Regions from separate parts of the Anser cygnoides genome. Here region 1 is linked to region 2. The links are chromatin contacts, called in public Hi-C maps. All regions are on one chromosome and are shown on one strand. Each heading gives the region's core, a stretch centred on a gene start, on an enhancer-like site or on the middle of the called end of the contact. The rest is flanking DNA. Distances are from core to core; before and after follow the strand shown. Region 1 holds the start of BCKDHB (branched chain keto acid dehydrogenase E1 subunit beta). Region 2 holds the start of TENT5A (terminal nucleotidyltransferase 5A).

The links. A called contact is a pair of places that touch in the nucleus more often than the background predicts.
Region 1: a contact with region 2 is called in a Hi-C map of liver, with 1.8 times the contacts expected there. The contact joins the promoter of BCKDHB here to the promoter of TENT5A in region 2. A contact is called at or near these places in 2 of 7 Hi-C or Micro-C datasets (granulosa cells and liver).

Annotation. Positions count from the first base shown.
Region 1 is chr3:86,875,679-86,879,056 of Taihu_goose_T2T_genome, forward strand. It overlaps BCKDHB (branched chain keto acid dehydrogenase E1 subunit beta), which reads right to left and starts at 2,005. Exons shown (of 11, transcript XM_066994621.1): 1 at 1,815-2,005. The coding sequence starts at 1,974.
Region 2 is chr3:86,109,690-86,112,917 of Taihu_goose_T2T_genome, forward strand. TENT5A (terminal nucleotidyltransferase 5A) reads left to right here and starts at 1,357. Exons shown (of 3, transcript XM_048079864.2): 1 at 1,357-1,514; 2 at 1,698-2,195; 3 at 3,097-3,228. The coding sequence starts at 1,761.

The DNA.
Region 1 (3,378 bases), core at 755-3,254, 770 kb after region 2:
TTGTTTTTAAGCTCCAGCCTTTACTGTTTACAGATACCTACTACTATCGTAAGTTTTCTACACCTCCTGCCTCTCTCTGGCCTGCAGATAGAAAGTGTCAGATCAAACTCCACGTAAGGAGGAAAACTGGATGCTGAACAGCTATACTTAAAAAGGGTAAAAGGAAAGCACTTGTCCACTGTATTGAGATCTACTGCACGTCCCCTTCTCCACTGCAATGCTGCAAGGAAAGAAAGGGCCTTAAAACAAAGATGGAACAAAGCGATAGCCCAGTCCCTGCTACTGCGACCAACTCAGATTCTCCAATAAAACAAAATGATGCCTTATCAGAAACTGAGTGAAGAAGGAAATCCCTTGCTGATGTTTGGTAGCTCTTTCACTCACAAAACCTCTGTCTAGCTCACGATTACGAGCCACAGCCCAGGAGAGGATTGCCTACCAGCACACACAGCATGCCAAACAGAAAAAAAAAAAGGTGGTGGTGGTGCTAAGGTGAGGAAAAAGTAAAAACCCCGAAGAAATGTAAAACCAGGAGTAGGAAATCACAAAGAAGAACGAACTACAGTCTGTTTCCAGTAGGTACAGTATCTCTCGGTCATCACTCAGTTTCCCCTGCTCTTAAATTGTTAAGTAACATTCAGGTTTTTTGTTTGTTTAAGAGCTGGGTCATGGCACAGCAGAGCTGGGGAGCTGCTTTCCCATGTTTGATAGCTTCACTTGTTACACATGGCCCTTTAACAGGAGGAAACTGTAAAAATTATTATGGGAACCATTCAAATCATGAGGTAGCTACAAGTGATCATCATTTACAAATTCAGCAGAGGGAGAGCTGTGAACAGCAATTGTTCCTCTCTTTTCCCCATCATCCACACAAGCGCTGAGGTTGTCCTTTTACCAAGGTACAATCATTCCAGCATTTGATGCAAGTAAACGCCTATTACTCCAACCACTGTCAGAACCTGCTGGCACTGACTGCTGTGACCTGCTGTTCTTGTTTACAATAAAGACTTTTGTTTCAGCCCTTGTGGGGACGGAGACAGTAATCGCCCCCTGCAGGTGTGAACGGTGGAGCTGGAGAAGCATTAATGTCCAGACAAGTATTGGCATTTCTTTATTTCCCTTTCAGTGTTTTTCACAGGATTTCAAAGCATGTTTCCAGGCACAGTTTTGCTCTCCGCAAACGGCACTAGCACCAGGCCTGCCCACAAGGGCTTCTCCACCGGGACCTCGGCAGAAGCTGGCAGCGCACAGGCACTGCTGTGACATCTGGCACGCCTGTGCCTAACGAGGAACGGCTGAGAGCTCTCTTGGAATTAATCGCTGAGTGGCGACACCGAGGTACCACAGAATATCCCGAGCTGGAAGGGACCCACAAGGATCAGCGGGTCCAACCCCTGCCTCCACACAGGACCACCCAAAAATCAGACCACGCGACTGAGGGCGTTGTGCAAGCGCTTCTTGAACTCCGGCAGGCTCGGTGCCGTGCCCACTGCCCTGGGGAGCCTGTCCCAGTGCCCGACCACCCTCTGGGTGCAGAACCTTTCCCTAACCCCCAGCCTGACCCTCCCCTGTCCCAGCTCCATGCCGTTCCCTCGGGTCCTGTCGCTGTCCCCAGAGAGCAGAGCTCAGCGCCTGCCCCTCCGCTCCCCTCGTGAGGGAGCTGCAGGCCGCCATGAGGCCTCCCCTCAGCCTCCTCCTCCCGGGGCCGACCCAGCCCCGCGCCCCAGCCGCTCCCCCTCCAGCCGCGGCGGCGGGGCGGGCCGTGCTGCGGAGCCCTGCCCGCGGGGAGGACCCGGGCCCGGCCCCGCTCTCACCGTAGGCGCTGGGCGCCGGGTCCGGCTGGAAGGCGAAGTGCGCGGCGGGCCGGCGGGGCGCGGCCGGCAGCGGGAGGCTCCAGGGCCGGCCTCGAACCCGCGGCCCCGCCGCCGCCGCCCCGGCCCCGCGCAGCGCCCGCGCCAGCCCCGCCGCCGCCATCGCCGCCGCTGCCGGGGGCCGCCGCCGGCGCCGCGCGTTCTAAAGAGGCGGGGTCCCCGGCGGGCGTCCCGATTGGCCAGAAGCGGCGAGGGGAGGGCCAATCAGAGCCCGCTCTGCGGTGGGTGGGGAGGGGGGAGTGACGGGCTTCTGCGCCTGCGCAGGAGGCCAGCCGGGAGGGGGCGGGGCCGTGCGGGAGGGGCGGGGCTGGGGGCGGTAACGGTCGGGCGCGGCCGTTGGGCGGGGCGGTTGTGGTGACCGTTGTGGGGCTGACCCGGCTCGCTGTCTCACCGCCGGGGAGTCCCTCACGGGTGGCGGAAAGGGATCCGGGCAGACCCCGGGGGGTAGCCCATGAGGAGAAGGGGAACAAACGGGGAGAGTTAAGCGTCCAGCCGCTGGCCGTGGGGCAGCTGCATGCCCCGCCACTCCCTCTGCCCGTACTAATTGGGGTTAATTCTTCATCGTGTCCCAGAGCTGCCTTTTCCAGAGTCCCTTGGGTCATAACCTTCGTTATATATACACACATTCCAATATATACATATATACATATATATAAATTTCAAGTGCTAAACATACATATATAATTAATATACATATAGAAACACAGAATCATTACGGTTGGAAAAGACCTCCAAGATTAGCTGGTCCAACCATCCCCCTACCACCAATGTCACCCACTGAACCATGTCCCTAAGCACCACGTCCAACCTTTCATTGAACACCCCCAGGGACGGTGACTCCACCACCTCCCTGGGCAACCCGTCCCAATGCCTGACTGCTCTTTCTGAGAAGAAATGTCTCCTCGTTTCCAACTTGAACCTCCCCTGGCACAACTTGAGGCCATTCCCTCTAGTCCTATCACTAGTTATCTGTGAGAAGAGGCCGACCCCCAGCTCCCCACACCTTCCTTTCAGGCAGTTGTAGAGAGCAATAAGGTCTCCCCTGAGCCTCCTCTTCTCCAGACCAAACAACCCAAGTTCCCTCAGCCGCTCCTCACAGGACTTGTGCTCCAGGCCCTTCACCAGCTTCGTAGCCCTGCTCTGGACACACTCCAGGGCCTCAATGTCCTTGTAGGCCCAAAGCTGAACACAGTACTCAAGACAATTTATTTAGCAATTGAAGTTAATTTATCTTTGGTCTTTCCTACACATACATTTTTCTTGCCAGGTTTTGTAAAGCATTCTTCCTGATTTTTCCTTACCAAAGCGACCACCCCTCATTCCCACTCACGGTGAGGTTTACCACCTGCTATAACATGTTTCACTTGGCTTTAGATAGTGGCTTTTTCCAGCTCACTTCCAACCCATTGCCAACTCTGGACCATTTGTGAAGACCTTTGTTGCACTAGGCGCTGTGTGAAAAAAATATTTCTGTTTATCCTGAATTTCTTAATAGCTGGGGTTTATG
Region 2 (3,228 bases), core at 107-2,606:
CACCCCCTACCCCCCAAAACACCCCCTCAAGCTCGACCAAACCGTGTCTCCCCCCACGGGGAGGGCCGGCTGCCCGGCAGGGGGCACCGTTGCCACACGGCTGCGGCCGGCGACGAGCGGGGGAGGGCGGCGGGGGCTTCCCCGCTCGTACCGGGGGGCGCCCCGGCTGGGCGGGGGGGGCACCGAGCGGCACCCTCGGGGCTTTCATTAGGCGGGGGGGGGGCGTTCCTGAGCCTTTCCCCGTGCCATGCAGGCACGGACCCCAACCCCAGCCCGCTGCGTAATGGCGGGTGTGTGTGTGGGGGGGGGCGACATGTGGGGAGGGGGCTCCGTGCGTCGACCGCCACTGCTCCCCCCCGCCGCCATTTGGCGCAGCGCCCGCTCGGGCCGGCCGCGCGTCACGCCGCCGCGCGCCCCCATTGGCCCCGCGCTCCGCGCGTCACAAAGCTCCGAGCGGTGACGCAACGACCCCCCCCCATCCCCCCTCCCTCCCCGCGCAAGCCGCGCGCTGCGCGCACCCCCCCCCCCCACCTCGGGGGCGCGCAGGGGGGTGCGCGGGGGCGCGCAGCGCGACGGGACCGGCGCAAACAAATTTAGCGCTGGAGCAGGTGAAAAAGGCGCAAATGCGGAGTGATTACATTAAAAATAAGAGGAATTGAAGGTGAAAAAACGTTGAAAATTAAAAATCAAGATGAAAAAAATTTGAAAATTAGACGTGTGTGTGCATTATCCTGGTATTTTTATTTATTTTTCCCTCCGAAATCACCAAAGTTGTAATATACGGGCAGGCTGCTTATTATATGTATGTATATATATATTCACATATATATATAATATTCTTCCCGGGATGCGCAGGCACTGCGCGACGCCCCTGCGCCGCCGCCGCCGGCTTTGAAAATCCCGTCGGGGATGGCGCAGCCGAGACCCCCCCCAGGTCTGGGATCCTCGGCAACCGCTCGCAGCGGGGCCCTGCCAAATCCCGCCGCTCTGCTGCGAAGTTTGGGCCTCCCGGGAACGTCCCTAAAGGGGGGGGGGGGTGTTAAAAATTGGGGACGAAAATACGGGGCAGCGCGAGGGGACTCCACTTGTTGCCCCCCCCCCCCCCCCCCCCCCCCAAAGCAGGGCGAGGGGCGGGCGGCTGCGCGGCGCTGCGCGGGATTTCCAGCGGGGCGGGGCGGCTGCGCAGCGCCTTGCCGAGCCGTGCCGAGCCGCGCCGTGGCGGCGGGGCGGCCCGTGGGTGCGCGCTCCGTGGGCGTGCCGGGGGCACCGGCGAGGCCGGCCATGCAGATGGAGGGGGCGGGCCGCGGGCGCCGTGACTCGGAGCCCCGGAAGAGCGGAGAAAGCCCGTATAAAAACTACTGGGGACCTTCCCCGGGCACAACTACGAAAGCTCCGGAGACGGCGGCGGCCCGCGGCGGGGGCGAGCGGGGCGGCGGGCGGCGCGGGGCGGCCTCTCCGACGGCGCGGGGCGGCCTCAGCCCCGGCGGGGGGCGAGGAGAGCGGCGGCTCTGCAGGTCCGGGCGCCTTCCTCCGCCGTGCTCGCGGGGGGCTTTCCCCCCCTACCCCCCTCGGCGGGTTTTTATTTTTGTATTTTTTTTTGTTACATTTTGGTTAATTTAAGGTGTGCGCAGCGGGGGCCGGGGGAGCGCCGCCGCCGCCGCCGCCGCTGACCGCTCGCTTTTTGCTCTTTTCGCCAGGCGCGGAGGACGAGGGGCGCCGGGGGGGCGGTGAGGAGCCGGAGCGGTGCCATCCAGCCCAGCATGGCAGAGGACGGGCAGGCCGGCGGCTGCCCCGCCGGGAGGTACGCGGGCGGCTGCGAGAGCGCGCAGTGCAACGTGCTGAGCTGGGAGCAAGTGCAGCGCCTGGACCGCATCCTCAGCGAGACCATCCCCATCCACGGCCGCGGCAACTTCCCCACGCTGGCCATGCAGCCCCGGCAGATCGTCAAGGTGGTGCGGAGCCGGCTGGAGGAGAAGGGCATCGGGCTGAGGGACGTGCGGCTCAACGGCTCGGCCGCCAGCCACGTCCTCCACCAGGACAGCGGCCTGGGCTACAAGGACTTGGACCTCATCTTCTGCGCCGACCTCAAAGGGGAAGCCGAGTTTCAGACTGTCAAGGACGTGGTCTTGGACTGCCTCTTGGATTTCTTGCCCGAGGGGGTGAACAAGGAGAAGATCACGCCGCTCACCCTCAAGGTAACCCTGCGAGGAGAGGGGCAGTGTCCCCTCCTGCCCCGCTCCCTGGGACCCACGGGGACGCACGGGGGACTTTTCCCCCCCCCATCCTTGCACGTGAAGAGGGGTTTGCGGTAAAGCAGCTGGGCTTGGTGCTCCCCGGCACTGATCAGCTTCCTTCCCTCCGTGTCACTGCATTTGCCAGCACCGGTGGTGTACCTGCTGCAGCCAAGGCGCTGCCAGTCTCCTGGCTCAGCCCTACAGCAGCCTGTGGTGCCAGACCCGGTCCCCGGGGGGCTTAGGGGGGCTTTTGTGGCTGCGAGAAGGAAGCAAGTGCTGGTGCCGCGCTCTTCTGGGGGTGTTTAAATGCCCCGGTGCTGAGCCACATTCCCTTGCCGCGCAGACGGCTCGCTCGGGTTAATTAGGCGGCGTGCCAAATGCCTTTAAGGTTTTTAGAGGGATTTCTTGGCATATGGGGCAGATTTGCGGAAGCGGCGCCGCAAGAGCAGGGTCGGGGAGCGTTGAACACTTGCTGAGTTTTCTTTTTTTGGGGGGAGGGGAAGTGGAAACCGATAAAAAGGGTTTCTTATCTTAATTGTAGCGGTGACTTTCTGTGTGGGGGTGCACGGATATTTGGCATGCGCGCCATCAGTTTTGCATGTAGATGTATTTAGAAGCAGCCCTGCCAAGTACTTCCCTTGCACGACAGTCCCAGGAACGTCCTCCCCTGCCATCCCTGTGCAATGACAGTGCTCTGGGCTCTTACACTGAGCGTTTCTCCTCCGATCCGTGCCTGCAGGCTCCTTACAGCCTTTTCGCTAGGACGGGGTGGAGGTGGGGGAGAAGGCAAGCGGCTGCTGCGGGGGGGGGAGATCTCTCCCCACCGTGTCTTCATTTGCTCATTTTGTCTTTCCCCTTGTAGGAAGCCTACGTGCAGAAAATGGTAAAGGTATGCAATGATTCTGACCGGTGGAGTCTCATCTCCTTGTCCAACAACAGCGGCAAGAACGTGGAGCTGAAATTTGTGGACTCTCTGAGGCGGCAGTTCGAATTC